Regions from separate parts of the Mus musculus genome. Here regions 2, 3, 4, 5, 6 and 7 are each linked to region 1. The links are chromatin contacts, called in public ChIA-PET, Hi-C and HiChIP or PLAC-seq maps. All regions are on one chromosome and are shown on one strand. The core of a region is the stretch at or near the end of the contact, and the rest is flanking DNA. Distances in the headings are between cores, read along the strand shown.

The links. Hi-C and Micro-C count contacts between places; a contact is called where the count stands out from the background. ChIA-PET counts read pairs in DNA pulled down with a chosen protein or histone mark. HiChIP or PLAC-seq counts read pairs in DNA pulled down with a chosen protein or histone mark.
Region 2: a Hi-C map of regulatory T cells shows a contact between it and region 1, with 3 times the contacts expected there. The contact joins two enhancer-like sites. A contact is called at or near these places in 1 of 39 promoter capture datasets (the C10 cell line), 3 of 15 datasets of contacts at CTCF or cohesin (embryonic stem cells, large pre-B cells and pro-B cells), 83 of 484 Hi-C or Micro-C datasets (the AML12 cell line, the AtT-20 cell line, B cells and 48 more) and 10 of 115 datasets of contacts at active chromatin or transcription factors (DN3 thymocytes, T-cell acute lymphoblastic leukemia, Th17 cells and 7 more).
Region 3: a contact with region 1 is called in an H3K4me3 HiChIP or PLAC-seq map of the 230-238 cell line, with 4 times the contacts expected there. The contact joins two enhancer-like sites. A contact is called at or near these places in 1 of 484 Hi-C or Micro-C datasets (CD4 T cells) and 2 of 115 datasets of contacts at active chromatin or transcription factors (the 230-238 cell line and bone marrow-derived macrophages).
Region 4: a contact with region 1 is called in an H3K27ac HiChIP or PLAC-seq map of microglia, with 4 times the contacts expected there. The contact joins two enhancer-like sites. A contact is called at or near these places in 1 of 484 Hi-C or Micro-C datasets (the HPC-7 cell line), 7 of 115 datasets of contacts at active chromatin or transcription factors (acute myeloid leukemia, bone marrow-derived macrophages, double positive thymocytes and 4 more) and 1 of 9 other capture datasets (macrophages).
Region 5: a contact with region 1 is called in an H3K27ac HiChIP or PLAC-seq map of large pre-B cells, with 2.6 times the contacts expected there. The contact joins two enhancer-like sites. A contact is called at or near these places in 2 of 15 datasets of contacts at CTCF or cohesin (embryonic stem cells and large pre-B cells), 6 of 484 Hi-C or Micro-C datasets (the G1E-ER4 cell line and embryonic stem cells), 2 of 115 datasets of contacts at active chromatin or transcription factors (embryonic stem cells and large pre-B cells) and 1 of 9 other capture datasets (embryonic stem cells).
Region 6: a contact with region 1 is called in an RNA polymerase II ChIA-PET map of memory CD8 T cells, with 9 read pairs. The contact joins two enhancer-like sites. A contact is called at or near these places in 2 of 484 Hi-C or Micro-C datasets (CD4 T cells and double positive thymocytes) and 2 of 115 datasets of contacts at active chromatin or transcription factors (double positive thymocytes and memory CD8 T cells).
Region 7: a contact with region 1 is called in an H3K4me3 HiChIP or PLAC-seq map of bone marrow-derived macrophages, with 5 times the contacts expected there. The contact joins two enhancer-like sites. A contact is called at or near these places in 14 of 39 promoter capture datasets (the 3T3-L1 cell line, 3T3-L1-derived adipocytes, the C10 cell line and 10 more), 2 of 15 datasets of contacts at CTCF or cohesin (large pre-B cells and thymocytes), 14 of 484 Hi-C or Micro-C datasets (B cells, the C10 cell line, CD4 T cells and 9 more), 15 of 115 datasets of contacts at active chromatin or transcription factors (the 230-238 cell line, DN3 thymocytes, astrocytes and 11 more) and 4 of 9 other capture datasets (adipose tissue, bone marrow-derived macrophages, embryonic stem cells and 1 more).

The regions. Positions count from the first base shown.
Region 1 is chr10:19,690,140-19,693,798 of GRCm38.p6, forward strand. All of the region lies in intron 1 of Gm33332 (a long non-coding RNA gene), which reads right to left. Among named protein-coding and RNA genes, the nearest start is that of Il20ra, 21 kb to the right of the region's middle. Within about 2 kb of position 1,827, at least 128 of the 459 cell types and tissues checked have an H3K27ac peak or open chromatin away from gene starts, as enhancers often do. A contact at or near this core is called in the 230-238 cell line, CD8 T cells, the HPC-7 cell line and 9 more, where this site is marked.
Region 2 is chr10:18,921,794-18,925,379 of GRCm38.p6, forward strand. No RefSeq gene overlaps it. Among named protein-coding and RNA genes, the nearest start is that of Perp, 79 kb to the left of the region's middle. Within about 2 kb of position 1,843, at least 15 of the 459 cell types and tissues checked have an H3K27ac peak or open chromatin away from gene starts, as enhancers often do. A contact at or near this core is called in CD8 T cells, Th1 cells, Th17 cells and 3 more, where this site is marked.
Region 3 is chr10:19,042,662-19,046,783 of GRCm38.p6, forward strand. No RefSeq gene overlaps it. Among named protein-coding and RNA genes, the nearest start is that of Gm51814, 18 kb to the right of the region's middle. Within about 2 kb of position 1,415, at least 133 of the 459 cell types and tissues checked have an H3K27ac peak or open chromatin away from gene starts, as enhancers often do. A contact at or near this core is called in the 230-238 cell line and bone marrow-derived macrophages, where this site is marked.
Region 4 is chr10:19,065,622-19,069,675 of GRCm38.p6, forward strand. It overlaps Gm51814 (predicted gene, 51814), which reads left to right. Exons shown (of 4, transcript NR_168594.1): 4 at 3,585-3,738. Among named protein-coding and RNA genes, the nearest start is that of Gm51814, 4.9 kb to the left of the region's middle. Within about 2 kb of position 2,195, at least 55 of the 459 cell types and tissues checked have an H3K27ac peak or open chromatin away from gene starts, as enhancers often do. A contact at or near this core is called in the HPC-7 cell line, bone marrow-derived macrophages, double positive thymocytes and 2 more, where this site is marked.
Region 5 is chr10:20,288,560-20,292,496 of GRCm38.p6, forward strand. No RefSeq gene overlaps it. Among named protein-coding and RNA genes, the nearest start is that of Gm48249, 3.9 kb to the left of the region's middle. Within about 2 kb of position 2,047, at least 66 of the 459 cell types and tissues checked have an H3K27ac peak or open chromatin away from gene starts, as enhancers often do.
Region 6 is chr10:19,102,616-19,106,768 of GRCm38.p6, forward strand. It overlaps the pseudogene Tpi-rs5. Among named protein-coding and RNA genes, the nearest start is that of 1700124M09Rik, 17 kb to the left of the region's middle. Within about 2 kb of position 2,151, at least 98 of the 459 cell types and tissues checked have an H3K27ac peak or open chromatin away from gene starts, as enhancers often do. A contact at or near this core is called in double positive thymocytes and memory CD8 T cells, where this site is marked.
Region 7 is chr10:19,005,666-19,009,462 of GRCm38.p6, forward strand. Tnfaip3 (tumor necrosis factor, alpha-induced protein 3) reads right to left here. Exons shown (of 9, transcript NM_009397.3): 3 at 2,480-2,670; 4 at 1,517-1,664; 5 at 1,198-1,368; 6 at 1-66. Among named protein-coding and RNA genes, the nearest start is that of Tnfaip3, 7.8 kb to the right of the region's middle. Within about 2 kb of position 2,341, at least 84 of the 459 cell types and tissues checked have an H3K27ac peak or open chromatin away from gene starts, as enhancers often do. A contact at or near this core is called in Th2 cells, adipose tissue, bone marrow-derived macrophages and 2 more, where this site is marked.

The sequences.
Region 1 (3,659 bases), core at 577-3,076:
AAGACAGGACATCAAGTGAGGGATGGGGTTGCATCCTACAGTCACAACTCTGACCCATAATTGTTCCTGTCTGAAAGAATTACAGGGATAGAAATGGAGAGGAACCTGAAGAAAAGAAGGCCCAGAGACAGACCCAAAGTGGAATCCAGCTCAAGGGGAGGCCCCAAGGCCTGACACTGTTACTGAGGCTATGAAGGGCTCACAAAAAGGGGCCTAGCATGACTGCCCTCAGAAAGACCCAACAAGCAGCTAAAAGAATCAGATGCAGATATTTGCACCCAACCAATGGACAGAAGAGTTGAGCCCAGTTGTTGAATTAGGGGTAGACTGATGGAAGCTGAGGAGAAGGGTAGGAGGACCAACAGTCTCAGTCTGGACCCCGAGATCTTTCAGACATTGGACCACCAAACAGTCAGCGTACACCAGCTGATATGAGGCCCCCAACACATATACAGCAGAGGACTGCTGGGTTGGTGTTCATTCGGAGATGATGCATCTAACCCTCAAGAGACTGGAGGCCCCAGGGAGTTTAGAGTTCAGGTGGGGTGAGGGATGGGGGCATCCACATGGAGACAGGGGGTGGGGAGCAAGTATGAGATGTGGAGCAGTTGGAGGATGGGGGGAGGAATAAAATATGGAGTGTAAAAAAATAAATTAATTAATAAAAAAGAAAAATCAACATGCAAATCAAAAAAATAAATAAAATTTTTAAAAAAACGATTCTTGCTAGCAAATGTTATTGGCAGAAACCTACCATTGACATACAAATAGATAAGATTTTCGTTTACAGTTTTTTGAAAAGTTATTGTTAAACCAGAAAGTGTGTATTGGTTAGAAATACCACTTGAATCATAGAGTAAAGTAATTCACAGTGTGGATCAGCACCACTAGAAAAACATTTCTTTTTAATCCAGTTTTTATTTCACTCCAAAGTGCATATTCACTCTATTACTTCTGGGAGTATTTGTTTAAAAGGAAATCTTTTTTAAAAGAAATATTTATTTTAGATAAATAGAACATCTAATATAACATAATACTAACAGAAACATTTATTTTAGAAATAAAAAGATGGGGCAAAGAGATAAATTAAGGATTTCAACACACTTCAGAAGAGATCCAGAAAAAAAGGACAGTACTTGGGAAGGGAGCAAGCATACTTCAGACTGCATGTCCTTGTTTCCCACAGCCAGTTGACTGCTTCTGGGTGTGTCCTCAAGGCTCTGCCTTTGCCTGGAAGAAACTGCCCCTAAGCTGTGGTCTCACTGACTGAGGAATGCCAGGTCACTCCTCTTCGTAGCCTCTGGCATCAACTGGGGCAACTCAGGCAGGACCAACTGGAGGTGCCCCACCCCCAGATCCTCAGCACCTGAGTGGGATTGGCCCCACCTTCTGCATCAAGTCAGCATGCAGCCTCTGACACAGTTACTCCCTCATCCCTGCCGGTATTGACCCTCAGAGCATTTACCAGTTAATTAAACCACTGCCCAGAAGTCTCCATTTCAGAATTGTTTCCGGGGACCCAACCAAAGACACTTGGCTTCAAAAATGATCCTAACAGTTACTTAGCGGTATTTTATAGATAGATTATTTGCTGGCCAATTGGCAATGAAGACCCCCTCAAAGAAGTGTGAGAACTGATAGCAGTATGCTATAGGGGTCAAGTGGCAAACTCCCCTAGCCATGGGATTGCTACAGAAAGGAATGTGCTGTTGGGGGCATCTGAGAAGTGTCACGGGCATGAGTGTCATAAGGACTGTAGAATGGGGGTTGGGGCGCAGCTGACTAATGCACAGCTCCGGCTTCACCGTAGAAGTCACCAGAGTTCAAACTGACACTTGAGTGTGCATGTGGCAGAGAGGAAGTGAGAGCCGTTACAAAAGAGCAAAACAGTCAGAGGAAGCTTCGCTTACCGAAGTCCCGATGCAGAAACTGCCGGGCAGTTAGAGGAAGTTCGAACTGGCAGTAAATCTAAGAGTAGAAAAAGGTGTTGCTTCATAGAGACGTAGAAGCGGCCATCGTCCAAGTCACCACTGCGATGGGGTTGGGGGCGTTATATCTTAAGCACAAGGACAAACTCTGAAAGACACTCCAGGGTGAGAGTTAACTTTAAAACAAAACTCTTTGGCTGTTCACGAACAGCCTTCACACAGCTTCCCCGAGGCTGCCACAGGACTTATTTCAAAGGCACAAAGACCTCATGAAGCTGCCTCTGGACACAGAGTAGCTGAGTAAGTCAAGCTACTCCACATGGGAAAGTCAAGTCCATCTCCACACACTGACGATATCTACAAAGCAATCGGTGCCCTCTACCTTAAGATCTCAACACGGAAATACTTCAATTCTTCAGTAACGGGTACTGCATGGACTGTGTCCCTGCTCAACCTACCAGTGTATGGAACTCAGAAAACAGCATCCGATAAACGAATGTTGTCATGTTGAATAACAGAGTAAATACCCTCTCCAGAGGAGATGCCCCACGGGGACTGTAGCAAATTGCTCCAGACTTGTTAAAACCTTGATTAAATGATAAGTAGGTACATTGGCTCAAAGATGATGGGGTAAGTAATAGATAGAGGTCAAAGCAGCTTGTGTCACCATGGTAGGTAGGAAGGGGGAACTCTCAGACCGTGCACATAGGTGGAAACCCTCAAGGAACTGGTGCTAGGGTCTCTTCTGGTTCAAGTGGTAACCTCTGCTGTTAAAAAGTTCTTCCCAAGAAAAAAAGCTGGCCCAATTTCACACTGGTCACTGAGCCCCATTTTTGCACTTCCTGTTCTGTTTTCCGATGAAGGGATTCCGGTGTTCTGTTTACATGCAAGCCATGTCGGATGTGAACCTAACGTGAGTAGCAGTCCTTGATTCTAGCTGTGACCCTGTAAGTGAGCCTGCCGCCTCTTGACTGACAGATCCTAGAGCTCTGTCCGAGCACCACCTAAGTGCCTAGATGGGAAAGGCCCACTCGAGCCCACTCATCTCTTCTCTGTCTACGCTGCTGAGAATCAAAAATCAATTTCACTTTGGAACTGCAGACGATCCCATGTTGAGGGGGTCCTGCACAGGTGAACCTCTGCCCTCTGGCGTGTTTCTTATGAGAACATTGCAGAAGCCTGGAAGGACAGCCAGACTTGGGAGTATGAGCAGAGAGTGACATCCAGTGGCCGATGGGTCACATTTCTGCTGTGCTAGGCACTCCATTTCTGAGAATGTTGGAGCTGATGCTTAGCCCCAGAAGCTGATGCCCGCCCCTGTCCTCATAAGCCGGGAAAGAGGCATTCCAGGAAGACGATGATTGCAGAACAGGTTCTCCGATGCTTCCTGCCCATGTCCCCCGGCAGCTTACACTTACAGTATAAGCACTCTGCCCTCTCTAGAGCTTTAAAATACATTGCGAGCATGACAAATGGAGGCTAGAAAGATGGCCCAGTGATTAAGAGAGTTTGCTGCTCTTGCAGAGGATCTGAGCATCCTCATAAAAGCCCACACCAACCACTCATAACTGCAGTTCCAGGGGTCTCAAAACCCTTTTATGAGACTTTCAGGCACCAGGCACACGCATGGTACACATATGTACATACAGCAACTGTACACATGATTTTTATGGGGTTACAGTGGTCAAGAGCACCACCTGATATTCCAGAAGACCAGTGTGGAGTGAACCA
Region 2 (3,586 bases), core at 593-3,092, 770 kb before region 1:
AAGGAACCCGCCAGCTCTCTGTGCTCCTGCTTCTCTCAATCTGACAACTCCCCAGCGGGGTCAGACTGGCAAGCTTCCCGAAATCCTGCTGCTGGGAACTCTCTGCAGCCAGCCCCCTGCAGCATCTGGTTCACTTATCCCTGGAGCCTCTAGTTCCCTTTCTGCCATCAGTGGTCACGCATTCCAGTAACCAAGTAAAGAAAAACTCTTGAATCGTATAATTAACCAATCACATTTATGTTATTAGTAAATTCTCAATTTACAGGATGCCAATACAATAATTTCAGAGCCAATTGATAATGATAAAGGCTTTATCCCAATTATTCTAACACACACACATATATGTATACGTATACATATATACACATATACATATGAATGATATATATGTATATATGATATATTTAATATGCATGTACATATGATATATTTAATACACACATACACACACATATGTATATGTATACATATATACACATATACACATATACATATGAATGATATATATGTATATATGATATGTTTGATATACATGTACATATGATATGTTTAATACTCACATACACACACACATATATATGTATATATCATATATATGGTTAAACCCAATTTTTCTGTAGTTGTTCTCAACCTATGGGGGTTGCATATTAGATATCGTACATATCAGGCAGTTACATTACAATACATAGCAGTAGCAAAATTACAGTTAAACTGTAGCAATGAAATCATTTCATGGTTTGAGGTCACCATAACATGAAGAACTGTATTAAAAGGTTGCAGCATTAGGAAGGTTGAGGACCACTGCTTTATAGTACATGTGTGCACGAATGTGTGCAAATCTGCTCACCTGTACATGTGGAGACCAGAAATTGATGCTGAGCATCTTCCTCTATGACTCTCCCATTTGTTCTTTGAGGCAGGGTTTGTCACTGATCCTGGAGCTCTGATATGGCTAGACTGCTTGGCCAGCAAGCCTGTGGCATCACCTATTTTTCTCCACACAAAGCTGAGGTTACAGACCTCACACCTGGCTTTTTATCTGGATATTGGGGATCTGAACTCAGGTTCCTCACGTTTATGCAGCAGACACTTTACCTGCTGAGCCCCCTGCCCCCCAGCCTTTCGATAACAAACATAGTTTGTTCTGTTTCTTAACTCATACATCTTGTGTACTCTTCCTTTAAAATGTCTTATGGCATACTTCCTCCATTTGACATGTTTTAGGATATTCATCCACCCTGTTATTTTCTCATCTTTTATAGTAGATTTGAATACTCTAAAATAATGTAATACAAACAGACAATACAAAGGTAAAAGAGTGAGCCATGGGGATATCAGAGGGCCGATCCCAGGAGCCAGAAGAAATAAATGAAGCATGTAGTGGGCACACTTCCAGGAATTAAAGACAGGTGATAGAGATGGGCTGGGGGAGGTGGTGGGTGGAGTTTAGTAGAACAGGTGCTCAGATTTTCCAGGCCCGATGGCCACTAGGGGAACTGCCATCTCAACAGTAACTCATCCTTTACTGAGTGATGCTGTCAATTTAGTTTTTCCACTCTCTAGGGACTACCCTTTACTCACAAACACGAGAGAAACCATAATCAAGCAGTGTCATGGAATCCAAGGGGAGTCAGGGTCAATTGTGTCAACTGTTCCTGAAATGATGTTGCTAAACAACAGGCAATTGGGAAGGTAAGAGTATGTTAGAAGGAAAGGCCATTTGAATTAACAGTAAAGATGTCACTGGTGACCTTCAAAGGACAGGTTTTGATGAAGCAGCCTGGGTAGTAGGTTGAGTGCTTGCTGGTGTTACAAAGGAAGCATGTGGGGAGAAAAAGGATGTCTTGCTTCCTCAGGCTGAGGTGACCTTTCACAGATCACTAGCTGAGGTGAGAATGCTTCTCCCCCTGGGAACTTGTGGCTCAGGCAATCAAGAACTTCCCAGCAGAGCCCCACAAACCCATTTCTCAAGCATCAGACTGCTGATTAAAATATTTCCAGCAAAGCCTACCAGATTCTTTGAAAGGCCTCTGAGGTTGCTCATTCAAGGGAATCCCTTTACTCACTGTTTGTTTGTATGAATGGAGGGAAACATAAATTAATAAATATATTTACTAAGAGATGATTTTAAAACTTAAAAATCCATAATTCTGAATCTAAAGATTATCTGCACCTATACCCACTTAACCCATTCACACTTCCACCTACCCACCTATTCACCCATTTACCATCCATCCATCCATCCATCCATCCATCCATCCTTCTGCCCATCCATCCATCCATCCATCCATCCATCCATCCATCCATCCATCCATCCTTCTGCCCATCCATCCATCCATCCATCCATCCATCCATTCATCTACCCATCCATCCATCTGCCCATCCATCCATCCATCCATCCATCCATCCATCTGCCTGTCTGACCATCTTGTGCTTCTTTATGACAAGAAACCTGAGGTAGTTAGTCCAGAAGAACTTTGGATTTCATTTCCCACCCCCAGTCTAGCACTCCATTCTCTCTGTCCTTATCCTGCTGGAAAACTTGCAAAAAGTGAATTTTTTTTTGTTGATCACCAATCTTGCTTCCCTGAACCAATGCAATTGATTTCTTTCTTTAGTCTTTAAAAGAGGTACCTCATCGAATTCTGTGTCCACCTGAAGTTTTTAGCCTAGGATTCAGAGCCAATCTCCTTAAATGTGTATTTTGCAATCTTATAGTTTATTCTTCACTAAAAATTCTGTACTCAGGTCTCAGACACACTTCCTTCAGCTCAAAACACCTGTACTTAATATATTTTATAGCATAACTGACAAATTTCTTTTCTTTTTTCTTACCCAGGAAAATATATTCAGTGACAAGGTGGTTTCCTATTTACCAAGTCTCCAACATCCCCAATATTCTGTTGCAAGTGTTAGAAGTTTCAGTGACTGTTGAATGAAGGAGCCCATTGGCTGGATGAATTCTGTTTTGACTTTTGTATTTGAGTCATATAATGATGGCTGCCTTCTAAGGAATCATCTTGTATTGGGTACTTAGCTGGTGGTGTCTCTGGTTTTCATGCTGTCGGCCTGTTCTTTTGTGGTTTATTGTTGCTAGGGGCCTCTTTTTGTTCTTTTCTCTACACTGTATTCTACCTAGGCAGACTAATCCTTAGTTATAAATGTAGCTTTCATTATAAGTTTACCTTTTCTCAAAGAGCTCTGACCTCCTGCCCTTTTGACCCAAAACTAGCTTCCTTCAAAATATCACCATTTAACTGTATCATGGGAACTCTAAATACAAAAGTTAGAGACCAGCAGAGTTTCAATTTAGTTGCCAAAGTGAGAAATATAGAAATTTCTCTAGATATTTTTTTTCTATTCACCTGTCCCATTGTATTTATCATTATTTTCATTGGACCAAATTTCTGTGATGCATATAAACTATGTCATCAACTACTATATGTGAGGTTCATGTAAGAGAGATAAACTTTAATGGGGTGGAGCGGTACTATTCATCTTCCTTTTTCAATCCCTCCTTAAACTGTCTCTTTCTATATATGTCTTTGTCTGTCTCTGTCTCTCCTCTTTTTTTCTGACTCTCTGT
Region 3 (4,122 bases), core at 165-2,664, 650 kb before region 1:
CATGATATATATTTAGTCACATGTCTATTACTCCACTTAACTATAATTTCCTTAAAGGTAAGGATTAAGGTTCTGTCTTTTATAAGTCCATGCGTACTACTAGTTCAACAACAGCACAGTGGTACAGGCAAAGCACTTGGCTAGTTATGGAAAGCATACAAATAAAACAATGTGTAAATTTCTTCACGTAGTAAGAAAGTAGTAACCTGGAGTAGTGAATTTACACACGCAGGGCTTTAGTTAGGATCATCAGTGTTTTTCCACAGACCCAGTGTTAGCTGCTTAGTCCCTGAGCAGCACCATTGATCACTGAGCCTCTGTGATGTGACGCGTAGTAGGAAGCCATAAGATCACTGAGGATATAGACCGTGCTCCCCTTTCTCTGCCTTTCCTTTCTGGATGGTGAAGGGAGTGGTTTTGCTCGGTTGTACACTCCAGCCACCACTTGATACTTCCACAGTCCCAAAGCAATAGTGAGAACTAAATGTGGCCAAAGCCACAAAAGCTGTGAGCCAGGACAACTTTTCTCTTTGTGAGTTAATTGCCTCAGGGGTGTCACTAGAGTGAGATCTGACTAATGCAGCCAGGCACCAACATACAGGAATGTCACCCATAATACATGAAAACTTCCACGTGGAAAACAACCTCTTTCAAGGCAGGCATATATCTTCTGAGTCTGTAGGACTGCGAACGTGAGATTTTTTATTTCCTTGGGTATATTCTCTGACTCCAGACATCAGGCATATTCCGTGACTCAAGATTTTGTTTGGTTTTGCTTTTTAGGTTTTCTTGATAAAATCACTTTCTCTTTCCAAAGTTCTAACAGTTCTGACAATGGACATAGCTTTTCACAGAAGCTTAAGCATTTTGACTACCTAGGGTGGCATGGACTAGTGTTCTGGCAGGCATTCAGACTACAAAATTCAGTGGTTTTGCCACCATACATGTATAATGTTATGTAAATGAGACTCCAAGAGGGAAAATGTAGAGAAGTGCAGGACAGGGCTTTGTAGCATGTAATTTTTGCTACCCTGCTTTAAGCTCTGGGTGGACTGTGTTATCAGCCCCACCCAGGTTCTCTTGGATCCTCGGATGAAACACACACACACACACACACACGCTTATTTTTCAACCTGCCTTATTGGCTCAGTTGCTGGGTGCTTCTAATCTCCCATGGCTAGATTGCCTTTTCCAATACTCTTAGCACCCTAAATCTGCCCTCAGCTTTAGTTCCTACCCCAGGCCCAGTTGGGGAAGTAGCTAATGGCCACTTCACCCTAGATCTCACATGGCTGATGGCCTTTTCTCCCTCTGAAGCATGGCAAAATCTCTCTTCCTCTCATTGCATATCTTTAGCTTCTACTGCAGGGGACATGGAAGTCCCGCCTCTTTCCTTCTGCCCAGCAATTGGCCCCTGGCATCTTTATTGATAGATCAAGAACCAATTGGGAAACAGGATTTTACCACCAAGAGCCACTCCCTACAGGACTTAAAGAGAAAATCACTGTGAGAGAACGACATCAATCAGACAAGCTGAGTAGTACACACTGGAACACAGTGAATCAATTAGGTCAGCCTCCTTGATGATACAAATTAGCAAGGCCTGTTTGTGAACAGTAGAGATTGTTAGAATTCTTTCAAATCAGAAAATTGAACTAACTCTTGTAATGCATGCGCTCTCTCTCTGTCTCTGTCTCTGTCTCTCTCGCTCTGTCTCTCTCTCTCTCTCTCTCTCTCTCTCTCTCTCTCTCTCTCTCTCTCTCTCTCTCTCTCTCTCTCTCTCTCTCTCTCTCTCTCTCTCTCTCTCGATAAGGTCTTTTACTGAACTCAGAGCTTACCAACTGGATAGACAGGTCAGGCAGCAAGAGACCTCCTGTCTCTACCAACCAGTTTTCAGATTACAACTGAGGTCCTCATGCTGGTATAACAAACATTTAACAGAGCAAACCATCTGACAAGGCAGATTTTTATTCTTATAAGTAGGCAAGTTTAGGAAATACTAAATGGGTTCATTTTAACTCCTGATATCAAATTTAGTCCTAAAAGTTTCACAAATCCCTCTACTTACAATCCCAGCTTCCCCATACTGATGCCCACAGAGTTTACTCTCTCTTTTTTCACCAATCCTTCTCTCTCAGGATCCCTCTTTTCCTCTACTTCCTTCCCCTCCCCCCCCCTCTTTTCTTTCCTCCTTTCAAATTCCTGCCCCCTCTTTGTCCAGAATTCGCTCAGTTCAGTGTTTTATGAGGAGTCCGGGGAGTCCTGCCCTGCAAGTGGAGGTAAAGGCAGCAGAAGCCACAGGTGCTGCAGGTCACTACTTGATGTCACTCATGAATTTACGAACATACAGAGGTGATTTCGGTATATTACCTAACTATATCACCAGGTGAGTTTGTTTGCTTTTTACATGCTGATCAAATAAAGTCGGATCATAAAGCCGAGCTGTTCAATTCCCTTCAGAAAGTCCCTAGTCCTTCCACTTGGGAATTTTGAATCTGAAAAGTTCGAGCATTTTCTATGTGATTTTCTTTCTAAAAATACAACTTGCGTGAAGCCTGGTACTATTTTCACTTTGTGCACTCAGCATGATAAGCAGCACCTGGGGAAGTGTTGCTTGTATCAACTCTAACCTTAGGCCTCTGTTGCTCTGAGCAGTACTCTTGGCATTTTCAGAGAGACTCCTTCCTGGTCCTGACCGTTCTGTTGCCTCTTAAGGTTTAAACATATGGGTTGAAGGTAAGTACATTGTATTATCTAGGTGCCAGGCACTCTATTTGTTGCATGATCAGCATATGGATTTGTGCCTCTACCTGAAATAGGTTGTTAAAAAATAAATATGCAACCACACATAACAGCTGATACTGAAGAAATATTTGGATGAGATGAAGACGTCACTCATCCCTGACCATCTCATACATGCTGAAGATAGAACAGAGTATTAAGAGGGACATGATACCCCATGCAGTACTTAAAATTCCTGTGACTATAGTATGGACTTGTCTGCTGAATAGTAGGATATCTGAAGGAAAAGACCTTGCTTTGACAGATCATTAATATTTCTTAGCACAAGGTGGCACACAATAAGTGTGTGTAAATGTTTATGAAACTTGACTCTAACTAAGACATGCCTCTGGTTAATTTTGAACCCCACACTAGAATAATCCATCCTTGTTGTAGTTGAAAAAAAATGTACTCTCTTCCACCATGTCCTATTAGGAAAAAGTGATAACAAGCACTTTGTTAAGTAGGTTTTCCAAAAAAACATTATGCAGTTCGTTTCTTGTAAAGCCTTTTGTCTGTCACCTGTGTGTCTTTTCCTAATATGGTCAGTAATGCATTTAACAGATTTGATTTGGCTTTACTCTTTGTTAATTCCTCTAGAATGTCCCATTTTCACTATCATAAGTTGCTCATTTCTTATTGGGAGCTGTGGTTCATTGAGATGGGGAGTTCCTTTATGGCTAGTAATACTTTGGAATCCCCAGGGATGGTCCATGACAAAGGAGATTAGAATTCTGAAGTGACACCCTTCAAACCACAACTAGTCGGTCTGTGGTCTGAGTCACACACATTCTTTGTCAGATCAGGTCAGCCTGTGCTAAAAGGGCAAAAGAGGAGGAAGAAATCCTAAAAGTACAGAGTGCCCGGCAGAACATCCTCTGGTCATGCTTTAGAGTTTTGAGCTCTAACCCTTGAAACTTTCTAATATTTAAAGTTACAAATACACCAGGAATTCCCCTTCACTACATTGAGTAGTTTAGTTGTGATGTACTTTGTTTATGTGCCTATTCTTCAAGTTGGTTCTGAATAGCTTTCTTGGACTTTTTTTTCTATTTTATTTTTGATTCCAAAGAGAATTTTTTCCAACATTCCTGCCTTCACATTAGCTGAGGTACTTTTTAAAAGGAGCCTACATGTCCAGTGTAACATCAAGAACTGAATTTGTTAGCAAAAGCATAAGCCATCAAATTAGCTTATGTTAGGGAGTGTCTGTGAGTGATAGGTCTGAATGGATTGGCTTCCAGAGCCAGGTATGAATGTTAACCATTGAAGAGGTTCTAAAGAAACCATGTCTCAGGTCTCAGAGATCAGCAAAAAGGGAGGGACTAGAAATTTCCTAGT
Region 4 (4,054 bases), core at 945-3,444, 620 kb before region 1:
ATGCATTTTCATAAGTCTTGCAAGTTGGTCCCTGGAAAACTTGGGATCACAGAACTTAACATTCCTTAGATGTTGTCAATTTTCCTTGGTCATATTTTCCATAAATCAATTTTGGGAACAAAATAATAAGTGATTGTTTTTTATATTTTAAGGTACAAACAATGAGAATACAAAAGTTTTCTTACTTTACTAAGTCATACTCTCTAAGTGTTACTGCATTTAAATAGAAGCTTTGTGTTGTGAGGTGTTTGTTTGTTGATTTGTTTGGTTTTTGTTATATTTTGTTTCTAGTCTTGTTTTGGTTTTGAGATAGGGTCTCAAGCTATAACACTGGCTAGTCTAGAACTGGCCATATAGACCAATTTGGTTTAAAGTGCAGAGATAAACTTGCCCCTGCCTGCTAAGTGCTGGGATTAAAAGTGTACATGCACCATCATGCCTGTGGTATTTGGGCTTTTGAGATAATGCTATGTGAACCCAGGCTGGTCTTAAAATTGCTATAACCTTGAACTTCTTATTCTCTTGCCTCCTTAACCCTGGGGTTACATGTGTGCAGAGCCACACCTGGTTACATGTGTGCAGAACCACACCTGGCCTTAAATGGGGCTGTTTTAAGACTATTTCCACAACCTTCCCCAAAAATGAGGATCAGTGATATTCATTTACTTAGGGTTATACGTATGTATGTATGTACATATGAGTGTGTGTGTGTGTGTGTGTGTGTGTGTGTACATTTGTGTCCCAGGATGGCCTCAAATCTAGTCATCTTCCTGCCTTGGCTCAAAAGTGCAGGAATTCATAAGTAAGATCTAAGGCTGGATATATGTTTTAGAATAATTCAGTTCAACCTTCACTTGAAACTCAAAAACTCTCTCCCACCTAAATTGTACATAAGTCTAATTAATATTCATTTTGTTGACTTTAAAAACTCCGTTAAAATTTCTGCCCCTGAATATGTGTTAGGAAGTAGGCTACAAATATTGCAAATGTTTCACATCTAAGCCTTAATAGATAAGTAGCCGAGACACCTCTGACTCATCCTAGCCGAAATAAAGGAGGGCTTTCTCTAGCTCCTCCCTCCTCCCCCATCTCCATCTCCCTAGCTTTTCTTTGCTGTTCCTCTCCTTCCCAAAATAGTCATCATCTTTCAAGATGCTTCTGCCAAGTTCTTCATGATTATCACCTTTGTCCTGTTTCCTTCTCTATGAAAGCAGGGTTTCTTGTCCACTGAATTTACTAATGTAGTCCAATATCTGTCCCCTAAGTAGGTACTTGGTCAGTATTACTGAACTCAGTTTAGTCATCTGATGGCCACATGAAGTGCATGGTTTTGGGGAGCTGAGTCCTTTGGTGAACTGATACCATCAAGGACCTGGTTCTTCAGCTCTAAACTTTGTGGTTTTTTTTGGTGTTGACTTACTCCTAAGTCATACTTCCTTTGCAGTTCCTAGCTGCCTCTTACTCTTTATCTTGTTAGTCAATATGGTAGAAGGGACATAGGGACTTTATCTTACATTCCAAACAAATAGCTTGAGACTAACTCCATTACAGCCACGATAGCATGAGGTACGTAATGTACTGATGGCTTACGATAACTGAGATACAATCACATGGAGCCCTGAACAGGAAAGAGAAACATAGAAAATACATGTTTACTTCACTCGTCGAGAACCAAGAGGAAGGTTGATGGTGATAAGCAACAAGAATCTCTTCCATTCTATCTTTATTTCAAGCAGTTAGGCACAAATATGGGTTATGCTCATTGGGCAAATATGAGATCTCCTAAGGATCAGAGAAGTCATCTCTTAAAAAGATTCAGGAAACCAACAGTATGCTGACCTCAAAGAAACTGGTGTCACTCTGCTTGTTCTGTTGGGGTGATTTTCTGGGGAGTTAAAAAACTAAGCAGCCATTCACTTCTTAGTTCTTTCTCTGTACAGAACACACCAGACATTGATACTTCTGTGTCTCTGGAGGCTTATTTCAAGTCCCAGAAACAAGCCCAGTGTCCTTAAGCTGTGGAATGGGGTGCCTCCCCTGCCCTTCCTCAGCCCTGTATTGCTCTTACTAACCTAGAAACAACCCCAATCGAATCCTCATTGGATTTGTAGCACAATGTCAGGGACAGCCTACATAAGAGGTAGGAGGTGATACTGTTTCCTAGGTTATACACTAAATAGCCAGAACACCAGCAAGTATCATTCCCTCTGCAGAACTGAGTGGGTAGCAACAGGAGTATAAAAATAAATTGTAAAAGACCTGTTCCCACTGCTCCTCAATCTTGTGCTTAGAGGCAACTACTATTAAAATGAGCCCGTTGGCTTCCAGTCACTCTTTCTATGTAAACACACGTGTACATGTTCTTGGTCTTTCTCACACACTTTGGAATTATTTTAAAGGACTATATTGTGAACATTATTCTCTGAGTCAAGGATTATCTTTCCTCCTTTTCCTGTCAGAGGCATATTGTACTTTAACACAGTATCTTTTTGCTGATAGAAGCCTCTTGGTTGTTGGGTGCTCTTACATGTATATCCATCTATATGTTTCAAAGTATATCTGAAAACTAAGTCCTACCATTTGTAATTGCTGGACCAAACTATATGCCTTGAAATTTTCAAACACTTGGTTCTGATTGCACTTCCACTCCTAAGGGTTGGTGTGAATATTTCCTAACTCTTTGGAGTTGAGTTAAAAAGACATGATTGTTAAATCTCCTTTTAGCATTCACAGATCCCAATTCTAAGATTCTCATCTCTTCTGCACGGTGGCTTCTTGAGGCTAATTTTTATTTTAGATTATTGAAATGAGCTCTCTATTTAGTAGTGAGTCAGAAAGAGAATGTCTGAAAATGAAAAGGAAAGTGCAACTGAAAACGATCACACACTTCCTGTAACTATCAAGAGGGGTAGTGGGTCATGCCAGTAATACCACTGCAATCCCAGTACTCAGAAGCGAGAGGTTCGGGATGGACTGATTTCACATCATAAAAAAAAGAGTGAAAGTGAAAGTTGGACTGAACAGGGTCAGTGAGCACAGGTGTTTGATCTGAAAGTGTAAGTTGCTATGGAGACACAGGAATTCTCTGTAATGAATGGGGGGGGTACATTAACCCCACCCGTAACCTTTGAATCAGTTTGTGTTATCAGCTGTTTGAGTCAGAGAAGAAAGATGGCTCAACCTGCCCAATCCTTAGCTGGAGATCCTACCAGGAAAATTCAGGGTGCTGCGGAAGTTTGTAGGTGAACAGCGTGGTGGGTTTCTCCCTTTGAGTGAAGGTTGAAGTCTAGTATTTACCTTGTTCGTAGTCTAGTTCTGGGAGCTAGTTCTCTGGAGTTATACCCAATGTATAAGAAATTGCTCTCACCTTGTTGTTTTGGGAAAGTCTTGCTAGATATTTCTGATTGGTCTGATAATATGTACCCCAAAGTTAAACTTGCAACAATCCTCCTGCCTCAGTGTTGAAGTTACTGGTTTATTTCATTTTGCCTAGGTTAGTTGGTTCTGATTTAATTGAAAGTTTCATGTGCATTTTCTTTTAAATTCAGCTGATGGTGTTGATATTTCTTTCTTTCTATGAATAGCTGATTCAGCCCTAAAGACACCACCGAATTCTATCAGAAATTCAGAAATGATTAAGATGTGGAGCCTTCCTAAGTGAAAGTCAGCAGACTATCTTAGAAAAGTTCATACAAGACAATTGCTGTAACTTCGCCTTAATAAAATGTTTGAACTTTTCTATTTAATTTAATGATATTTATGGAGCCTCACCCTCTGTTCCCAAAATATCTTAACTTTTATGAAATGAGAACTTGAAGAGGCTGTGTATGCCACAAAGTCTTGGGTAAGGAATATAAAAGTAGAAATGTTTTATTCAAACAGTATAGATAAAAACACTATAAACACACATCAAAATTTCTTCACTACAGAACTGGGTGTGGTGGTCATTTCTGAAATCTCAGCATTGGAAGACTGAGGTAGGCCTATCACTGAAATTTCATGGCCAGCCAGAGTGAGACTCTGTTGGAAAAAAAATGTTTTTTTCCTTCAAAAT
Region 5 (3,937 bases), core at 797-3,296, 600 kb after region 1:
AGGGCCCTACAGACCTGCTCAGGTGTACTGGCCGGTTCTGTGTCAACTTGACAGAGCTAGAGTCAACAGAGATAAGGGAGCCTCATTGAGAAAATGACTCCGTAAGATTCAGCTGTTCAGCTTGTTCTTAATTAGTGATCAATGCGGAAGGGTCCAGCCCACTATGGAAGGTTTCATCTGTAGTAGCTTTGAAGGGAAAGGTTTCCCCTACAGAAGCGTTTCAGCTCTTCCAACAGGAGGAGGTTTACCAAGCAAAAGGTATTATAGCTCTCCTTGGAGAGGTATCCTGGCAGTAGGAAGCCAAGGAATGCCACAGTCATACCACACAACAAACCTCACACGAGAGATTTATTGGGAGGAAAAGACCAGAAGACTGCCAATACTGGGGATAGAAGCAACCAAGTACTGAGCAGAACTCAAGCTTTATATATGGCTTCTTGGGGTGGGGATGGGGTGGGTGGGGAGGCGGGGAGATTTCCAGGGTGAGAATTGGTGGGGTTTCAGTTCCTAGTCTTGAGCTCAGGGATTGGTGGGGTTTCCTGTTCAGGGATCAATGAGATGTGTGTGTGTGTGTGTGTGTGTGTGTGTGTGTGTGTGTGTGTGTGTGTATGCTCAGGGATGGGGTTTTTGTGCTCAGGGATTGGTGGGCTCTTGTTTCTTGGCCCTGGTCTTGGGATCAAGTCAGGGTCAAAGTGCCCCCCCACCCTTTGGCCCTTTTACCCTACTCCATCCCTAGGCTGGTGGTTCTGGATTCTACAGACAGCAGGCTGAACGGACCATGACTAGCAAACCAGTGAGCAGCACCCCCCACAGCCTCTGCATCAGCTTCCGCCTCCAGGATCCTGCCTTGTCTGAGTTCCTGTCCTGGCCTCCTTTGATGATGAACAGTGCTATGGAAACATAAGCCAAATAAACCCTTTCTTCCTCGAGTTGCTTCGGTCATGGTGAAATGTTCTTTAATTTCTCTCTCAGCTCACAGAACTTTAGTTTCCTGTATAGAAGGCTCATACCTTTTCTTAGATTGTTAGATCTTTGTTATTTCTTAGTATCATTATAAATGGGTTATATATATATATATATATATATATATATATATATATATACACAGCTGGGCATGGTGGAGGCTGCAAAATCAAAAGTTTGAGCTTATCCTTGGCCCACACAGTGAGTTTGATGCCAGTCTGAACTACACTGTTACAAATAAATGAAACCAGGGTTGGGCAGATGCTCAGTGGATAAAGCGCGAGCTTGCCTAGAGGAAGCTGCCTGGCTAGAACCGCAAGCTCCGGCCGGTTCAGTCTGGACCATTGCCTCGGTAAAAACAGTGGAGAATAGTAGAGGAAGATACTGACATCAGCTTTGGGTCTTTATGTGCATATGCATGCACATGCGTGGATGTGTAAACATAAGCATGCACACAGCACTGAAACGGGATTGCTTGTGCATGCGCACACGCGCGCGCACACACACACACACACACACACACTCAAAGCCGACAACCAGATTTTGTTTTCTGTGGGAATGGTGACACAGACCTGTAATCCAGCCTTCAGGAGGTTGAGACAGGAGTACCTAGAGTTTGCATCCCTTCTGGGCTACAGAGTAAGAACTTATCAAAACAAATAAAAAACAACACCAAATAGAACACCTGCAGTGTACATTATAGTAACTGGTTTCTGGTAAGCGGAAATATTGCTCTTTTTTCCTTGTAATTTATCTTATACAAAAAATCGTATTAAACTGCAGACATTGAGGGAGCAGAATGGGACCCTGGGTAGTTAACTATTTTTCTTTAAAAAATGAAATAAAAAAGAATGTAGTATTTTAGCCACCAGATATAATATTTTAAAATGATAAATGTTATTGTTTGTGTCAATATTAATTGCCAGTTATGAGAATGGCAATGGGATTTATTTTAAAAAAAACAAAACAAAAGAAAACAAAACAAAAAAACCTAATTGAACAGCACGGCTAAGTCCCTACATCTCCAGGAGGTGGCGGCAGTGAGCTACTAGGACGATAGTTCAGTCCGTTTTCAGCGGCTGAGTCTGGTCATCTTCATTCCCTGAATTAGCTTGCTACCCTTTCCGGTAGACACGATCCTCACTGAGGCTGCCCAGTATAAGGGCTTCTGCTCCCCTAATTTTGATCTAGCTGGGCTACAATGCTCAGAGAGGGTCCCCTCAATTTACCCAGAGGGGATCCTTAGCTTCCCACGACTGACAAAAGGATTCGTCTCAAACTCAACTCACCGCCTGTAATGTACGAGCAGACAGGCAGGTGCACACTGTCCAATTATCTTTGCCTCTTCTGCTGCTGTGGCTTAAATGTCAGCAGTTTCTCGGGGAGAGGAAGGCAGGATTAGGGTCGGACCTCCCTTCCTGTATTATGGGCAGTTGTTCACCTTCTCATAGACAAAGCCCTTGGTTCTTGTCCACCTGAGTTGGAAGGCAAGTTTCCTGACAGGCCCTGGGCCTTGTCTCAGGGTTTCCTCCCAGGAATCTCTGTGAATCGTCAGTGGAATTGCAGTAAATGTTAAAGCAAACAAACAAAAATTCCCTGTAAATGCTGGGAAGACCGGAGCCGCCTGTGGACACTGAGTGTTCTACCTCTATCATTTCGATTGCTTCAATCCCTCTTTTGTTTGTTAGTGTTTGTGACAGGGTCTGCGTATATACTCCTACATGGTCTAGAACTAACACTGTAGCCTAGGTTGGCCTCAACCCCCCCCCCCCAAGTTCTGAAGTTATAAACATGAGTTACCACATCCAGCTGATAACCCCTTTTGAGTGACCATAATAAGGGGATACATAAAGCTTAAAATATAAACCACATCAGGAAGATCTAAGCAACAACTTATGACAAATTGACATGTGTACAATGAAATACATAACTGTAGTAAATCACATAGGTTACTGTCCAAATGACTGCAGATGATATTCAAGATAAAAACGCTCTATGGGTTTGCCTGATCTCGGTTGAGGTTCCCTCCTCTCAGATGACACTAGCTAGTGTCAAGGTGACATTAAAAACTAACCAGGACACAGCAATCCTGGTAGACAGCACTGTGTGCTCAGAACAGTTTCATTTAATTTCTCCATTTAATTGTCTGTCAACTTAGAAGCCTCTTGATCCTACATGCATGGGACAATCTCTACGCTATCTATTCTGGTTGTGGAACTATTTGTCCATACTTAAATCATTAACACACTTAAATGTAACTTTAGTTCATAGTAAGACTCAATGCTGGCTGCAGGTGGGTGCCTATGAGTTTGAGACCAGCCTGGTCTACAGAGTGAGTTCCAGGGCAACCAGGACTGTTACACAGAGAAACCCTGTCTCGGAGAAGAAAGGGAAGGAAGGAAGGAAGGAAGGAAGGAAGGAAGGAAAAGGGAGGGAGGGAGGGAGGGAGAGAGAGTGAGAGGGAGAGAGAAGACCTAAGTGGAATGAGTCCACCCCATCCATTCTTCTTTGTTCAGGCTCTTCTAGGTTAACTACATTTTCAAACAAAAGTTAAAATCAACTTGAGAATTCTCTCTCTCTCTCTCTCTCTCTCTCTCTCTCTCTCTCCTTTAGAAGTGTGGTTTTGTTGTAGTAGGTGTGGCCCGAGTCACAGTGGAGGTGATCTTAAAAGCTCAAGTCTGGCCAGGGTGTTTCAGTCTCTCCTGCTGCCTGTGGATCAAGATGTAAGAACTCTTTAAAGAAAAAAAAAAATTTATATGAGTACACTGTAGCTGTATGGAGCCTTGATGTGGTTGTTGGAAATTGAATTTTTAGGACCTCTGGTTGTTCCAGTCGGCCCTGCTTGCCCTGGTCAACTCCACTCACTCAGTCCCTACTTGCTCCGGCCCAAAGATTTCTTTATTATTATTATAAATAAGTACACTGTAGCTGTCCTCAAATGTACCAGAAGAGGGTGTCAGATCTCATTACGGGT
Region 6 (4,153 bases), core at 901-3,400, 590 kb before region 1:
AACTCATGGTTGGAGGACAGGAAATGGGCTTCGTGTCACTTTGGCCTGTCATTTAGATGGCCTTGGCTCTAAGCTTCACTCCCAAGCCCTACCGGATGTCTGATGCAGAAGTTCAGAGCCTTTGGGTCTGAATTTCAGTATATATTAAGGCCAAGATCCTCTTACTCTAAGAAGACTGGGATACTCCCCTCCCCCACAGTGCTGAAGTCCTGGTATTGTGTTTGTGAAGCATCCTACATGGAAGGAAGATAAACACCTCGGGGTGGGAAGCATTAACATTACAGCTTTTTCATATGCTGCCATCTAAGGTCAGCTTAATTTTTTTATGACTGGAGCTGGTATTAGTCTGCTCTTCCCAGAGATCTTGACTGGTTTATTTCTTGCCATCTAGTGGAAGGCACCCTTGTACTGAATTTCTCTCTATAACCAAGGTGAGGACCCTAGCCCATCAACTAATGAAGGTCATTGACAAAGACTAAGGTCCTTTTTGGTGGGGTTGGAAGGGGAAGGAGTTGTTGCTTTGACTATTTGAGGCAGACTTTCACAGAGTAGCTCTGCTCACCTTCTAAATGAGGAATTAGCAGGGAGAACAACTTCTTGTTCTAGGCTAGCTAGGTGCCAGGAACCCTCTGTCAGATTCAGGGAAGTTCCCAGGTCTCTATCTGCCTTTGTGCTTTCAAAGCTGGGGTTTAGTGACACCCCAGTTGATTCCTTGGATGGTTAGCCCAGAACTACATCCACCAGGACTCACTGTAAGATCATTATCAGGAGACCCTCAACTTGGAAATGTTGGTGACATCAAAGCAAATCTTAGTTTTAAGAGGAAAAAAAAATAACTTTACTAGAGGTTACATTCACAGCCATTACTTTCTGCAGTATAATTCATGGTTAGTCTGGTATTTTTCCAGGGCAAAGAAACTCTTCTCTAAAGTACCTAATGTGCTATGCAGAAAGGGAAATTCCTTCCCGTCCTATGAGAGATGATATTGATTAATTTTTATTTTAGTTAGCTAAATGACTTTTTTTTCTGCAACATTAAGAGGAACTTATCCTTATGTGAATTTGTTCAGATTAGAAAATAAGAAAATGTTTACCATTTTGAATCCAGGATTCCACAATTCAATACCTCTTAAAGATGAAATAACCCCATGCTTTATTTTTAAAGGGCTTTAAAAATAAAGTTTTAGAAGTTATCAATGCCTATTTGGGAAATACATGATTTTCCTCTAATATACAATCATGACAAATGAAACAGTTTTTGTAGTTTCCAGACTGACGGCCAAGTCATCCCTGAGAGTATCCATGAATAAAACATGACAGTTCCAGTGGCAGAGTCTAAACAGGTTTTCCTGACTTCTACTTCAGTTCAGGGCTGGATTAAGGTCTCTAGACTTCTGGGAGTAAAATAGATGCTGCTGGCATGGAGACAAGATGTCTATGTTTTAGATTAAGATTTAGAACTCACCTGTTTGGAATCATTTGCTGTGGGTGCCATTTTTCTGCCTTCTTAGAGGGAGTCTCACAAAGGTTGTGGGGAGGTAGCTGGAAGACAGTAAAACTGATAGGGTTGGAGGGGTGACTTAGGGACCTTTGAAGTCAAGCTCAGATCCTGGTCTGGGGTAGATCCCATTAGTCATGACTTAGGGGTTACTCAGTTGTAGTGTTCCTCTGTTTAACAGTACAGTAGGGACACTGTGACTCTAGGCACAGCCTGGGCTAGGAAGGCCAGTGTTTTGCCCAGGAACTCTTTCTAATTCACAACTTGAAACTTGGCATCAGCAGCTTATAACTTGTTTTTTTTTTTTTTAATTTGGAGAATTAACATTAGACCATATCATGTTCATCTTGTAAGCATCGAAGGACCAGTTTTGTTTTGTCTTGTTTTGTTTTGTTTAGTTTCGTCCTTCTCTAGTACTTCAGTACAGCAATCAACTTAGAATCCTAGCAAGCTGGGTGCTTCCTAACATCCAGCAAGAGAGCCCTTGTGAGCACAACCTTGGTGTACAATGCATAAGTTTAAAAGCTGAGTTGTGAGGCAGAGTTTCTCCAAGAGCAGGTGGGTGTCTTCTGGCTTTGCACACAGTACTGCAGAACCCAGTGCACAACAGCAAAACCAAAAGCATGTGAGGAAGGCAGAGAGAGCACACAGCAGTTCCCCACCTCACACAGACCACAGCAGCAGGAAGCACAGATGATCTGCAGTCCCAGCAGAACCCACCATGGGACACGGCTTTTGTAAGGGATGCTGTGGGGTAGACTCTGCCCTGGATTCCACTTGACATTGGTTCTTTGAGAGAGGGCCACGCCTAGGAGAGATAATTGAGGACATACAATGAGGTCTGCTATCCTTTGCCTAGAGTCTAGGGCTAAGATGTAAGTCTGCTTTGCCATCTTTCAAAGTAGTAAACCACAGGTCGCCTACAAGGAAGGTTTATGACGCCCAGTCTGCCTCTGGTTACTAGTGTCAACCCCATATCCGCTCCAGCTATGGGATATGGAGGAACTGCCAGACATCTGCAACTGGTTTAGACTGGGTCTGAATTCCCCCAGGAAGTAAAGTGTGTGTCTGTGTGTGTGTTAGGGGAGAGGCAAGGCACTATCACCTATCAATTACCTAATTCCTGGAAAAAAAAAAACTGAGGAAGTGGGTGGCTTGTTGTTAAGGAACTTGGAGAAGGTGTTTCTGTTTTAGTGTACAGCATTTGGTTGTAAACCATGTTAAAAAAGAAAACACACTTTCCCTTAGCAACCATGTCTGGAGCTGCACTTAAGGCAGACAAGAAAACAGCTGGTTGCAATTTCCCTCGTTTTTTGCTGGACTTCTGTGTCGTTAAATATAAAGATGGTTCTGACTCCTACGGCGGGTGGGGGGAAGAGCCTGAAGTAGCAAAGGGAGGGAGGAGTTTTTGCACAGTGACCCAGTGTGGTGCAGAAGAGGACAATTTCACCAAGACACCACACACAAGGGTACTCTGGCAGAATTATGAACGCGCTATTGTAAACACTGCCTCCTCAGCCCCACTGCCAACACTCTTGGTTCTTAAAGGTCTAGAGTTAGAGGAAAATACCAGGCAGGAAGACTCAAGCCTGGAATCGCAGCACTTAGGAGACCAGGACAGGCAATGACTACTAGTTTGAGGCTAGCCGATGCTACATAGTAATTTCCAGACTCGTCTTAACTAAACAGAGTGAATATCTGTCTTAAACAATTGACTTCAAAACAAACAATCAAAAAACATAATCCAAGAAGAGCTTATAAAACCATGTCTTTCTGATTACTATATATTTATTTCTACAAGTCCACTTAAGTGTACAATTTGATAAGTTTTGGCAAATGTAGAAATGCAAGCAACCACCATAACAAATGAAGCATTTAAATATTACATCACTCTAAAAAATGTCTACATGTCTGCTTATTGTCACCTTGCCTTACAGCAGATACCAGGAAAATTATATGGTTTGCTATGTATCTTTTAGTGACTGGCCTCCTTTATACAACATAATATTTCCATTTAAAGTTAAAACCTGTAGAATAAATCTGAAAAAAACAAGACTGTTTTAAAGCGAGGGCCCAGCAAGATGGCTTTGCAGTGAATGGCAGGGCACTTGATGCTTTTGCAGAGGACTAGGATTTAATTCCAGGACATACATGGCTGCTTACAGTCATCCATAATTTTAGTTCCAAGGAATCTGGAGCCCTCTTCTGTCTTCTCTGTGTATCAGACGTGCATGTAGTACACAGACATACATGCAAACCAAACATTCATATACATAAAATAAGTCTAAATGTTAAAATCCCAGTCTTTGAGATAGCTCAATAGATATGGGCACTTATTCCTGACCTAGTGATTCCTGGGACACAGAGAGCAGAAGGAGAGAACCAATTTCTGAAAGTTGTCCTTTGAAATCTACACTCTGAAATCCTTCTCCTTACCACACACACAATAAATAAACAAACAAATAAATGTCATAAAAATGTAAAGTTAAAGCCTGTGTTGGTGAAAACTTAGCAGGTCATTTCACTTTAGTAAAGAGCAGCTTGTTACTTTCCAGATGTCGCACTTGTTTGTTGAATGTCTGGGGCCACTTTTAGCAAAAGTTTTGTGCATGGGAGTGTCAATCTTTGCTTGATCACATCTTCACTTCTCTGAAA
Region 7 (3,797 bases), core at 1,091-3,590, 680 kb before region 1:
AGAAGTGAACTTTTAAGTCTTCAAACCTACCCCGGTCTCTGTTAACAAGTGGAACAGCGCGAAGTTCTGAAGGGGAAAAAAAAAAAAGAAGAATGTGTGAGTAAAACATTATCCTGCTAAATGATGGTGCAGATATGGTCATGTAATGATTCTAACTTAAAGCTACAAAAGGCATATAAAGAGTAGGAAAGCATCCTGCTGCCTCCCACCCCATCTTTCAACATCGTCTGCCTTTTAATTCCATCATGCCTTTTACCCTTTAAAAAAAAATCTAGATTCCATATATGAGACAAAAATATGTTGTTTTTCAGTCTGTATTATTTGTTTAATATAATTATCTCCTGCTCTATCTTTTTTTCTGCAAATGACAAAATTCTCTTTTTCCTTATGGATGAATAAAACTCCATTGTGTATATGTATCATGGATGTATCTTTGTCCATCCATCTGTTGATGGTCACCTAAGCTGATTTTGTAACCACAGCAAAGAGACAGTAGATTTGAACTGGTTAAATTCTCACGCCTCCCAGCGTGACCTGAGTTAGAATCTTGATTTTGTCAATGTCAAGCTAGGCATGTCATTTAACCCTTCTGAGTTTCCATGGCCTCATCAATAAAATAAGACAACTCCTGTCAACATCTCAGAAGGACACCATGAGAGTGGAATGAAACAATGCTGCCTAGCGCCCTAGCACAGGGCTCACTATACACTAAGGTATTACAATAATAGCTAAACATCTACCTGCTCTGTGCCAAACATGATACTGAGGCTCTGTGCACCTTAATTGGGTCACGTAGTAATAGGGGTGGAAGTATGCACACATGACTGTCCAACCTATGTTTACTATGCTGCATGCACTTCCTAAGTCACACCAAAGAAGATAAGGGGACAGATAGCATGTTCACTGCTATTGCAGTACTGGGCCAAACATGTTTGACTCTAATCTGAAAATCTCAAACCCTCGAATCTGACTTGACTTGGGAGCATGTAGATTTCTGATTAGGGATGCTGATATGGTCAAGACTCTGAAGCCTAAAATGATATTGATTCTAAGCACCTCACAGAAGGGATATTTAATCCTCCGTGACTGATGACAAGATAATGAACTTAAACAAAACAATGTCAACTGGGAACAAAAAGCAAGGCCTGGAACTCCAAGATCCATCAGGATCATGAATAGGAACTGATGTTTTCTTACCAGGTCCACTGTCCTTCAGGGTCACCAGGGGTACAAAGTGCTGGCTGTCATAGCCTAGGACGATGGGATATCTGTAACACTCCTGGGCAGGCCAGTGAAGAGGCAGATAAATCCCACCCACTTTCAAAGGAGCAAAATTGGAACCAGATTCCAAACTTCTTAGCATTTTGTCTGTTGATGGAAAGAGACAACAAGATAAGACCCCAGGTGACTTTTGTGATGCTCCCTCCACTGTAGGCTGACAGCTGCAGGGGGGCTCAGTTTCTCCTCAGAGCTGAAACTCACCCAGGGAACCTAGAAACTCTCTGAGGCACCTCACCTGAAATGACAATGATGGGTCTTCTGAGGATGTTGCTGAGGACAAATATGTGGATTTCTTCCAGGGAATTGTACTGAAGTCCACTTCGGGCTGCAGGTGTGTCTGCTGATGCCATTTTGACCAAGTTGTCCCATTCGTCATTCCAGTTCTAAGGGGAGAGAACATAGGAGGGATGGATTAACAACTCACTCAGAGGCCGCTCACTCGGCATCTGTCTGCTGTAGAAACTCCATTCACGCTTCTTCATCAAAAGAATGTTCATCCTCGGCCCCAATTTTGGTTTGGTTCCTTTACTTTTCTCAACTGCTGGGCAAGCTCAAAACTGATGGGAGGGAGATACAGACAGCATTTGCTTTCATAACAATCCCCCACTGGGGGTGCTGAGGCTAGCTCAGTTGGAAGAGTTGCTCAGTTGGAAGAATGCTTGCCTAACAAGCATGGTCTTGGGTTTGATTCCCCCACCTAAAATCACATGGCGATGCATGCCTGCAATCCCAGCACTGTGGTGGTAGAGGCAGAAAGATCATTTTCTGCTACATAACAAGTTCAAAGCCAGCCTGAGCTACATGATACCCTAGCTCAAAAACAAACAGAACATCCACGACCCTGAAGCTCTGCTTCCATTGGTTCAGAACCATTCCCAGCTTGTGGCTGAAGATTACGAGGTACATTCTCCCCAGTACTGGTTGGCTCAGCTAAGCCAGGAAACTCTGGGAAGTTCTCAAGAGGAGGTTGGAAGACATAGAATCGCCTACCTAGGAATCAGCTGTCCAGATTTAGCTCAGAGAGTGGTTAAAGCCCGGGTTAAACCCACAGAAGGTTCTTGGTGTTTTCCACTGAGTGGGCAATGCTTAAGTCGACTCATATGACTTAGTAAGTCATATGTTCCTCAGGGAACAGGGACTGGCCGAGAGTAGCCTTTGTCCACCACAGATAGGGCTGCCACACAAAAGCAAAACATACCCGAGTGTCGTAGCAAAGTCCTGTTTCCACAAATTCCTGAGATTTCAGAGATTCCAGCTGCCAGCGGAATTTAAAGTTCCGAGTGTCTGTCTCCTTAAGGGTGCTGCAGAGGGCCTTCCTCAGGACCAGGTCAGTATCCTGAACACCCCACATGTACTGACAAGCTGCATGCATGAGGCAGTTTCCATCACCTGAGGACAGAAGGAGCTGTGAGGAGCAAGGTTAAGCAGCCCAAAGCAAATGCCCTTCCAAGGTTATCAGGAGACACTAAGACCATTGCTGGGGACTGTAAAGTTGATTTTTAACCAGCTGATAACATTCTATAAGGAAGCTTTTCATTCTTCTATGTAGTGCCTGGTGCCAGCAGTGGGAGGTGCCAACCAGCCTCCACTGTAGCATGGCTCTGCACCTAACTGGTCTGTATGATATGGGAACATCCCTGAAAGTCTTTTCTTGTGTACTTGTGGGATGAGGGCACCAGCTTATGAACACTACAGTCCTTTCTTCCTGGTAATCTTTGGTTTGCTGGCTAAGGCCTTGATACCACTATTCTCTAGTTCTACGGAAGCTTTGCCGTCCAAGGCATTATATACACCAGGAAACCACTGTGGCTCGGCCTACTTGATAGGGCTGGTCTGACTATGACTCAGTGGTACGTGACATGCCCATTCCACTTTAGCTGTGGGGACCTGGGATTTTCCTCTCCTAGCTTATAAAGTAGGAATGACAGTACCAAATAATGCAGGCCCTGCCCCAGCCTCCAGTGCATTCTGAGGAATCTCAGGCCAGGGCTCTCTACCAGTGAGCTACATCCAGTCCCAGACTGCATTCCTTTTCATGCCCCAAAGAGTAAACATTTGGGGAAACCATTTAGTATAAAACTAGTCCGCTCTTCATTCTTGTTTGGAAAGTATTACATAATTTTAATTTTTAAAAAGTTTAAAGTGTGTGTGTGTGTATTTAATACTATTCAGTCAGTAAGGCAATAAAGCTATTTGAAATTCCATCATATTCTAAATATAGTAAACAACCTGTCAAATCCATATTCAGGGTCACTGCTCCTTCATCGTGCATGCTTCAAACAGTTTCCCAAACTACTGAACAGAAAAGATCACTAGAGCCTAGTGTCTAGGCCGATGTGTGGCAAGGGCTACATTCTGTTGAAATTTCCCCTTTGCAAAATCTAGAGCAAAGATAAGGCTATTTTTTTTTTCTCTTCTTCTTCTTGGGCTTACTTTCAGTTCTTTATTGAGATGCACCAGTATAAAATTCCCTAAGTAACATGTGGAATTCCCCAGTGCGAAGATATTTGACTAGC